Linked DNA regions of Mus musculus: region 1 is linked to region 2. Evidence: chromatin contacts called from public Hi-C data. All regions are on one chromosome and are shown on one strand. The core of a region is the stretch at or near the end of the contact, and the rest is flanking DNA. Distances in the headings are between cores, read along the strand shown.

Region 1 (5,165 bases), core at 2,052-4,551, 210 kb after region 2:
ACATGCAAAACCAGCCACTAAGATCTGTACTGCCATGGAGACTGTTATCAAATTTTCTCCCATCGGCCAAACCTCACTGTGCTGTAACAGCTTGTACTGCTGTAGAGTCATCAGACATTCCACGTTAAACCTGTGACATCAGACATAGCCATGTTAAACCTGTGACATCAGACATAGCCATGTTAAACCTGTGACATCAGACATAGCCATGTTAAACCTGTGACATCAGACATAGCCACGTTAAACCTGTGGCAACTCTCCCACACCTCCTTTTCAGTAACCAACGTGAAAATGAACAAGAAACATGGGGAGTCAAAGTTTAACAGACTGAATTTTTCTGTCAGGGTCAAGCCAACTTCTTAAAGATAAGGCAATGTTTCTTATAAAGGCGTCTTGGCTACAAGACCACCATCTAAAAGATACAGTTTTCATTATCTTTTATCTGTTGGAACACCATGATAAACTCCACAATAATCTGCAGCTATTGCTATTCAAGGTATAACAATAAATATTCAAGGTACTACAACTGACCCAGGGACCCATACCTTCTCCTAAGGGACCAAGGTTGAAGTCGAGTCTAATGCATCTCTAAGAGCCAAGCCAAATGCCTCAGTCTCCATTTCCTTAATTGCCAATACATTTTATAACCAGAACATACAACAAGTAACAAGCTTAATTATAACAGTGGGCATTTTAATTGCTTTTGGAAAACTAGCCAACACCTGTGGTCTACAGCTTCAAAAGGATGTAATCTCATAAGCTAATTAAGAGCTAAACCCTGACAAACTGTAGCTCTCGGTGATACTCGGGTTGCAAGCGTATGCAAGCAATGTATATAAAGAGACCATTTAGAAGGTACTCGTGTAAATTGGAAAATTTATTCAGCTTAGTTCTGCTTTAGTTTCTGATAATGGGGAACAAAAAAGGATCTTCGTGCAATTTAGTGATATGTCCTTCAGCAGAAAGTCACCCAAATAGCAAAGTTTAGAATCACTGGCTCTAGGTTACTTTGAAACATTTCAAACGTGTGTTAGTTTATTTAGTTAACTTGGAAAGGTTCTGGTATTTCCCAGGAATTTTTAAAAGAAGAAAACTAAAACAGAAAAGACATCATGGGTAATGTTATTGAAACAATGGATTAAATTTGTTCAATGGGCAGTACTGAGAGGTCCCATGAAACTTTCCTGAGACATAGAGGTAGCATTCTGCTCATTTCTAATTCTCTCACACTCCTCTTTTAATGAAGTTCACAGTTTGGGTGTATTTTTACTTAATGGAAAAAAAAAATCTTCATGGCAAGAGGAGTAAAAACCAAGAAAATCCCCCTTTGGCCTTGCACAGTGAAGAACACACTCAGGACAGACTCAAAGCAAAAGCACCTTGCTACCCGTGCTACTGGGTGTTCTCATGGGTGTATTCAGAAATTCGTTATTTTTGAAGAATCACTGATGTGTTAAACTTAAGGAAAACTATGAGATTGGACAGGTGACCGTCACTCAACTCTGGTGGCGAGAAGTTACAGGAGAGAATCTAAGGTTTCCATTGCTCTGAGGAAACACCATGACCAAGGCAATTCCTATAAAGGGAAACATTTCATGGAGGTTGGATTACAGTTTCAGAGGTTTAGTCCTTACTATGGTGGGAAGCACGGCATCCTTTGGGCAGATATTGTGCTAAGAGTTCTATATCTTGAACTGTAGGCAGCAAGGAGAGGACTTTGTCCCACACTGGGCAGAGCTTGAGCATAGGACACCTCAAAGCCCACAGCGATATACTTCCTCCAATGAGGCCACATCTACTCCAACAAGGCCATGCCTCCTAATAGTGACACTCCCTATGGGCCAGGCACTCAAATACCTGAGTCTATGGGGTCCATACCTATTCAAGCCACTAAAGTTGGTATGGAGTGAAGTTTCCAATTGTTCTGTAAAACACCCTCTGTCAACTCCTGCACAAACTAACTTATTCCTCTAGGGAAAGTTGTGACTGCACCTGCACGGGAGCCTTATACAAAGCTCCCACCCACAGAAAGTACTTAAGAACCAGATGTGGGAAAGGCACAAAGAAGCCTCAGTCAGGTTTAGTAAGGATAAGGCCACCGAGAAGCAAGAAAGTTGTTGTCTAAACCTTTCCTCTCTGCCCTAAAGCCAGTTCTTCCAAGATAGTCTAAAGCTGGACACTTGCCAATCTTGTGCAACAATCCTGCTAAGTTTGCTCACTGCAGCAATTCCCACTGCATCTGGCTTCATGACACTTTGCTGGCAAGGAAGCAAGCACAGTCTCCTTTCACAAGCACCCAGCAAGGTAGTAAAGGCCACCAGCTAAGTCACCAGGGATGTCTGAGCTATTTAGTGACTCTGATAAACAACTATGTAAAGGCTTCCTCTCAACTTCAAAAAAAACTTCCAATAAAAACCTTCACGCCTTTATTGCAATAAACAGAAAAAAAATGCATGTAGGGCTGACCATATCAGACATAACTAATCTTCTCAGTAGGTTCTTAAGAGACCAAATTCCAAATCTCAAAGAAGAAAAAAAAAAAAAAAAAAAAAAAAATATATATATATATATATATATATATATATATATATATATATATACACATACACACACACACAGCATAAAGTGTCTGTGCCAGTTAGGATTTGTTCTCTTTTATTTGGTTCTGTTGCTTTGTCAACTTGAAACAAGGTAGAGCCATCTTCAAAGAGAGAAGTGAATTGAAAGGGTGTCTCCGTCAGACTGGCCTATGGACACATCTGCACGTGAAGCATTTTCTTGATGAATGAGTGACGTTGAGAGGACCCAGTCTACCATGGGCAGTGCCGCTCTGGGCAAGTGGTCCTCGAGTCTATAAAAAGGCAAGCCAGTCCACAGCTTTCCTCTATGATCTCTGCTTCAGTTTCTACCTGGAGATCCTGCTCTAGCTTCCTTCACAATAAACTCTATCTAACCTGCAAACCGATAAACCGTTTCCTCCCCGAGTCGCTTTTGATCATGGTGTCTGCCACAGCGACAGAAACCTCACCAGGACAGTATCTACGTGGCGACTCTAACAAACAACCAAGCGTGCCTCTCTTTACTCTCGTATACTGTTTACTACTTCTCTAATAGAAAAAGCAGGAACTTAAGAATACAAATTATTGACCCATGATGGAATACTAACTCTGATCAGACATATTCTAAAAATAACTTAGCAGAGCTCACGTGAGAGCAAGCGTACATTCTCATACCTCTCTCGAGGGACCAGTGCCAAGTCTTTCAACGCTGGACTTACCGAGGACTCCCACCCACTCCCTGCTCACTAGCACCCTCTGAGGCTGAATGCCAGACTCCCACCTCAGCATGCTACCAGAGTTCCCTCGGTACTACCAGTGTCTCTATCTTCATTAGTCATCCAGGAGAACAGAATATCTCAGAAGGGTTTTCTGTTGGCCACCCACGATAAACAGTTTAGAGAAGCTGATCAATCCGATATCCTGGGATTTTTTTTTTTTTAATCTGCTTGTGTTTCTGCAGGTATCAACAAAGCACAGCTCTCAGAACGGGTTTGCTAAGTTAAACTCCACAGTGCCCTCCCTGATCCACTCACACTTTACTTGGACAAACCTGGCTTTCACACCGAGATTCAAAGGATCAAAGGTGTCACTCAGCCCTTATTCTTGAGTCTGTTTGTGGAAACTCGGGGACAGCCTACAGAGCAGTGACCCACAGGAGGAGCTCTGCACTCAAGCCAGAAACTCAGGCACACAGATACAGCTAGTCTAGGCTCAAATTCTGAAGCCTCACAATGGATGGCTGTCTGTGATACTTGATATGAACAAGACCTGCTGAACAAGGGATGAGTTTAAACTGCCAAGTGAAATCTTCTTGGGTCAATACTTCAGTTAATGTTCATCATAAACACTGGCTAATCGATACTAAAAACAGATTCAGATATATTCACTCCACAAGGATATAAAATGTAGGCTGTTTTGTGCATGTGTGTATTACTCCCAGGATCCAGACAAAGGCTTAGTAGATTGTGTGCTTTCAAATACTTACCAAATCCCTTCAACTTTCACAACTACCCACATGAGGAAACTAAAGATTAAGACACACACTTAAAAGGTATCTGGGAGAGTGGCTCAGCAGTCCATTGTGTGCCTAGAATGCCCGGGTGAGGGATAAGGGGTATGGCCCAGCAGTAAAGCACTTAACTAGAATGCCCAGTGAGAGGATGGAGCATATATCTAGTAATGTGAACGACGCTAGGTTCAATTCCAAGCACGGGAGTGGGGAAGAGGGGAAGTATACTGAGATTTAAATAACATATTCAACATTATACAACTGGCAAGTAGCAACATTTCTCTTTTTTTTAACATTTTTTTTAGGTGTATGGATGCATGTCATCATGTATATCTGTATGTCACTTCTGTGCCTGGTTTCAACAGAGTCCCAAAAAGGGCATTGGATCCCCTGAATTGGAACAACAGATAGTTGCACGTACCACGTGGATGCTGGGGATTGAACCCAGGTCCTTTGAAAGAACAGCCAATGGCCTTAACAGTTGAGCAACCTCTCTAGCCCCAGCATATTTCTTATACCTATAATATATCCTACATATACTTAGCCCATAATCCTGCATAGTTGTGATTATAACCACTAGGTTACTGCATAGCTTTAGCAGTCCTTTATTAAGAGCCTATTCGAGGTTTAAATGGAGTTAGGTACTTACTATATAATTCATATCTTCCTCTAGCGGTTGTGATAAATGATATAAGAAGCCAAAGAAAACAAACTGGGTATACCACAATTCTAAAACTAAAATTACACTCATAAAAGGAAGTATATCTTATAGACTAGGGAAAGTTGAACATAAAGCATGAAGATGAAGTTTCACCACTGAAGCAAAAAGTTAACTGCTGTACCCACTGTTTATCTCTTAAGAAGAAATGGGAAAATCCTGCTGTGGTAGTTAACATGACCATCAGAAAGCTGAAGTCAGAGGCCAGTGAGATGGCTCCATGGCAAAATGCTTGGCACTAAGTGTGACTACCCTCATTCAATTCCCAGCACATGCATGGTATAGGAAGAAACTGACTCCCACAAGTTGTCTTCTCACTTCCATGCATGTGTGCATGTATTGTGCACGGACACAAGTACACACATACATACACAGTAAC
Region 2 (4,925 bases), core at 508-3,007:
AACCCACTCAGTTTGGGGTTTTCAGTTTACGTGAATACATAAAGACAATAAAGGCAAGGTATTAATTCAGGTGATTCAAAAATCCAGGAAAAGAATTAAAAGAAAAAGAAAAACCAAGCCAAAGACACTCAGCTACTAAATGAAAAGGTCATGTTTGAAGGCTCCAAGGCTCACTTTATGTCTACAAATATGCTAAACCCACAAAAGTTTATATAAACACTGAAATTTTCCGTGTAATAAAGGTAATCTTCTATACCTACCAATGTACTCACTCCTCCCTCTAAAGCACACAGGCTTTGATGTGGTAATTTATTCTTCACATACCAGCTATCTGTGCCTACCCAAGCCATTACGTCAACAACTATGCATAATATTCTAGAGAAGTACTACTATATAAAATTTTGCATTTAAAGTACAAAAATTTTAAATAACCTTTAGACTGAACCAAAATGCATAAATAACCCAAAGGAACTTGGAAACCTATGTTCACTTGGTGAGTACACAGCCTGTTAACACTAACAGCACCCCTAGCGCCATGCTCAAATATTCCCACTCTGTCCAAAGTTCCTATGCTCATCCAAAAATAAGCACAAGTCAAACAAGGTGACCGCTGCTTTAAAAACTTACATTTTAGAATTTGGTATAATTTTCCTTTAATGGACACTGTAGATTCGGGGACTTACGGGGGAAATAAAACATCTCAAGAGAACACTGAAAAGCAATAATCTGAAGCCATTATCACAGCCTAGGAAGGCTCGACTTACATTTTCTAATTCTAATTCCCTCACTCTGAAGCACAAGAGACTGCAGTCTGTACAGCGGGCAACCCAAGCCCCTGCTACATGGTTGACGGAGAAGCCACTCGCAAGGCACACAAAGTGTTAAATCACACAGTCAAGCTGTAATCCTTGACCAGTGACCCAGGAGGCTTCAGCCTGGGACCTTTCAGGTGTCACTGCTCAGTGTCTTCATACAACTACACTGCAACACTGCTCCTGAAACTTCCTCCTTAGCAAATGTCACCTTTTACCTCTTCAGCCTCTCTTCAGCCCATCCTCACCATTTTTCCTCTACCTGAATCCTCCCTAGATACAACTTTAGTCTCCAATAAGCCTTGCCAAAACAAAAGTAAGGCGTTCCTTAATCTGCGCTTCCCGTCTACACTTGCACACCAGCTGCAAATGCTCCTTCAAACAAGCAGGCAGCTCAGCTAGCTGGGTTTTTTCAGTAACAAAGGACAGCCCCGCACTTTTCCATTTGAGGCTGCAGAGGGAGCCAGAACCATGCAATGCGAAAGAAAGCAAGTCAGCAGTGTTTGGAGGACTGGGAGAATCCAAGGCTAGTGAAAAATATGAACACAGGAATACCGCAGACATCAACTCCAAAATGAAGGTTTTTTTTTTTCAATAAAAATAAAAAATAAAATAAAGCTCTCAAATTAGTAGGTCTTCTCATAAGACTTCCTTTTGAGGTATATTTTAGGAAGGAATTTCTAAAAGTATTTTAAATTTTTATTTGTGTATGTTCATATGTGTTTGTGTGTACATGTGCACACGCAAGTGCAGGTAGATGGGGCAGCCAGAAGAGGGTGTTAGATCTTCTGGGGACAGAGTTACTAGTGGTTTTGAGTTACCCAACATGGATGCTGGCAACCCAATTCAGGACCTTGACAAGAGCAATTGCTATTACCCACAGAGCTATCTCTCCAGCCCCTGCAGTATTTTTAATCAGAGTATATTAGAAGCTGACCTGACCTTGCCCCATAACACACAGCATCAGATCAGAAGGCAGAGAAAGAGGAGCAGAAGGCAGGGTCAGAGGCAGAGCCACATGTTTTAAGAAGTAAGATTGCCAATACAAAAGACAGAAAGCCCTGACTGATCCCAGTCTGTGATGTTGTGACAGGTCATGAAAGGAGTCTCAGGAGACTGTCACCTCCAACACTACCTTGTGACAGTGAGATGCCACAGCAGACACAGCAGAATGGAGAAGACAGCTGTTCTAATCAGTGGCAAGACAACAGTTAACTTGTAATTCCAAGTGATAAAGAGAGCTTATTCTGACAGCTCTTTCCTAACAAACCAAAGACACATAATAACAAGCTACGATGATATCAGTGTGGTTTATACTGTAATGGAGAGACAAGTGAGATTTTGTATAATGTGAAGGTTTTAGGCAAAGCCTGAACAATATATACTGTCAAACACTCTAAAACTAAATGTGAACTGGTCACCCCATGATACATCTTGAACAAGGAAAACAACAACAGAGAATCTGGAAGAAATTTTAGAATACAGAAAAAATATGAAAGTAGGTTAAAAGTGCAAATTCAAACAGCATAAAGACATGAGGCTCAACCTAGAGAAACACATCCTTCCAAAGAGACGATTTTCTTTAAAATACGTAAGCAGGGCTAGGAATGTGGGTCCACTATAGAACATGCACTTAGAACACCTCCATCCTGCCTTTATAGAAGATGGTGTGTAGCTTAGTAAACACTTGCCTAGGATCCCCCAGTGATGGACTGGGGGTGTGGTTATGTGGTGGCACACATTTCCCAACAATTAATAAAATAACAGGATGAAGTAATATTCAAAACAGAATGAAATAACAGAAATGACCCAGAAGTTACAAAGACATCATTCATAAACAAGAACATTAAAATATTTACTATAAGATCCATTTGGATGTTTAAAAGACAAAGATGTTTATTATTTAAACAACACAACCTGTTTTTAACCTCTAAAACTACTTAACACACATAGGAGAAAACGAGATCAGTAAGCATGAGGCTAAGCCAAAGAACTATCCAAAAGGACACACACACACTCTCCATCTCTCTATCACTTACACACACACTAACACACACACACACACACACACACACACACACTTAAATACAAGATGACAAATAGTTTGATATCTCAGAACTAGAATTCCATTGAAGGTAAAATAAAGATGAATTCTCTCTTTAAAAAAACGTCAAAGACAGACTAGAGAGATGGCTAAGTGGTTAAGAGCTCTTGCACCCCTTCTAATAGATTCCAGTTCAATTCCAGTACCCCGATTGGGTGGCTCACAACAGCTTGTAATGAAAGTTCTGGGGTATCTAACCTCATCTTCTTCTGAAGGCACCTACACCCATGCACATATACACTCATGTACACACGCGTACCCATAATCATGTACACACACATACACTCACAAAATAAAATAAATCTTTGAGGAAATAATGACCCAAAATTTATCAACATAAAAATTATGCCCCCATAGAATAAAATAACTCAACAAATACAAACTAGAAGAAACATGTATAAAACTATACTAAAACTCACTGCAGTCAAGTGCTCTAAATGCAGGGATTAAAAACTCTGAGTGGCAGAGAAAATCCTTGCTATGGTTAAGAAGAATTTAGGTGGCATCAAATGTCTTGTGGGAAATAACTGAGAGAAGACAGCATATCAGCACATTTAAAGTGCATGCACGAATGCATGTGCAAACACAGACAAATACAGAGAGAGAGAGAGAGAGAGCCTATTTATCAACAGAAAACAACCTCTGCACCTGAGTGTCCTTAGATCATATATATCGTTTGCCATATACTAGACTATCTCAACAAGAAATACTAGAAGGAAGTCCTTTGGTTAACAGGAATAGCTCCACTGTCAGTCCGACTTAATCAAACGAAAGACACAGTAACTAACCATTTGGCTTGTTTGGTCTAATCAATATTTCCTGATTGAAAATCGCTTTAAAAAATTTACTGGTAAAATATAAACAACAGAAACAAATTGCTGTCTGTTTAACATATATAAATGTACACTATGAAATGTACACTATAAAAGTTAGGATGGAAGAAATGCAAGCCAAGAACAGAATGGAATGCTAAGTTTATCATTCATACACCATATATGAAGTCATGTATCACTTGAAAAGCTCTTACAAGCTAAAGATACAACACACACACACACACACACACACACACACACGGAAAGCTATCATCAATATAAAACCAGTGCCAGCCCGGCAGACTTGAAATTGACCTTCTCAATGGACAGCACTCCTATGAAAAGACAGAGGGAAGGGGCTGGAAATCTGCCACATTCGTGTGTCTTTCAAATGCTCACAACCCGAGCTCAAACCATCAGGACCAAACACACTTTTCTAGCCTCCGAAGGCACCTGCCCTATTCCCACGTGCTTCCCCAGCCATGCACATAGCAACACGCACATTGTTTTTTAAAATGACCAAAAAATCTATTTAAAAGGTAGGAATAGTAAGTAAAATAGGGCTTTATGGACACACATTTTTTTAAAACTATATTTCAGACTACAGCCAGGGATAAAGACATCTATTTAATAATAATAACACACATTCATCAATCGACACAACATAACAATCTTTAATGTTTATGTGCCTAACAACAGAGACATCAGATAAAGAGAAGGATTAAAACTAAATTACAGTCAGAAACATGAATCAATCTCCTTTCTCTCAAGCAAGCAGAAAACACTCACTCAGGTTATAATGCAACTAGAGATCAAAATGAACAGCTTGACCAGACAGGTATGTGTAATACACTCTACTCAGCCACTGGGAATAATGACTTGGTCAATGCACAGGGATCACCTACATAGGCAAACTGTATTATGACGATAAATTGAATGACAATCCATGTTGGATGTGAAGTGCCATAAATCATGCAAGCAATCACAGGGTCTATATAGGTTGAAGCCCACAAATAAAAAAAAAGTATCATAAAAAGGAGCTAGCAATCACAGGGTCTATATAGGTTGAAGCCCACAAATAAAAAAAAAGTATCATAAAAAGGAGCTAAAAAGTATTTTGCATAGAAAATGAAAACATATTAAGAGTTTGTGGGGTACTGCTAAAGTAGTATTATGGGGTACATTTATACGGTAAAT

Evidence for each region. Hi-C and Micro-C count contacts between places; a contact is called where the count stands out from the background.
Region 1: a Hi-C map of the G1E-ER4 cell line shows a contact between it and region 2, with 2.7 times the contacts expected there. The contact joins two enhancer-like sites. A contact is called at or near these places in 8 of 484 Hi-C or Micro-C datasets (the G1E-ER4 cell line, the HL-1 cell line, Sertoli cells and 5 more) and 2 of 9 other capture datasets (embryonic trunk and pancreatic islet).

The regions. Positions count from the first base shown.
Region 1 is chr5:132,434,895-132,440,059 of GRCm38.p6, forward strand. The region is part of intron 1 of Auts2 (autism susceptibility candidate 2); the gene reads right to left. Among named protein-coding and RNA genes, the nearest start is that of Auts2, 110 kb to the right of the region's middle. Within about 2 kb of position 3,302, at least 21 of the 459 cell types and tissues checked have an H3K27ac peak or open chromatin away from gene starts, as enhancers often do. A contact at or near this core is called in the G1E-ER4 cell line, where this site is marked.
Region 2 is chr5:132,230,589-132,235,513 of GRCm38.p6, forward strand. The region is part of intron 2 of Auts2 (autism susceptibility candidate 2); the gene reads right to left. Among named protein-coding and RNA genes, the nearest start is that of Auts2, 310 kb to the right of the region's middle. Within about 2 kb of position 1,758, at least 11 of the 459 cell types and tissues checked have an H3K27ac peak or open chromatin away from gene starts, as enhancers often do. A contact at or near this core is called in the G1E-ER4 cell line, where this site is marked.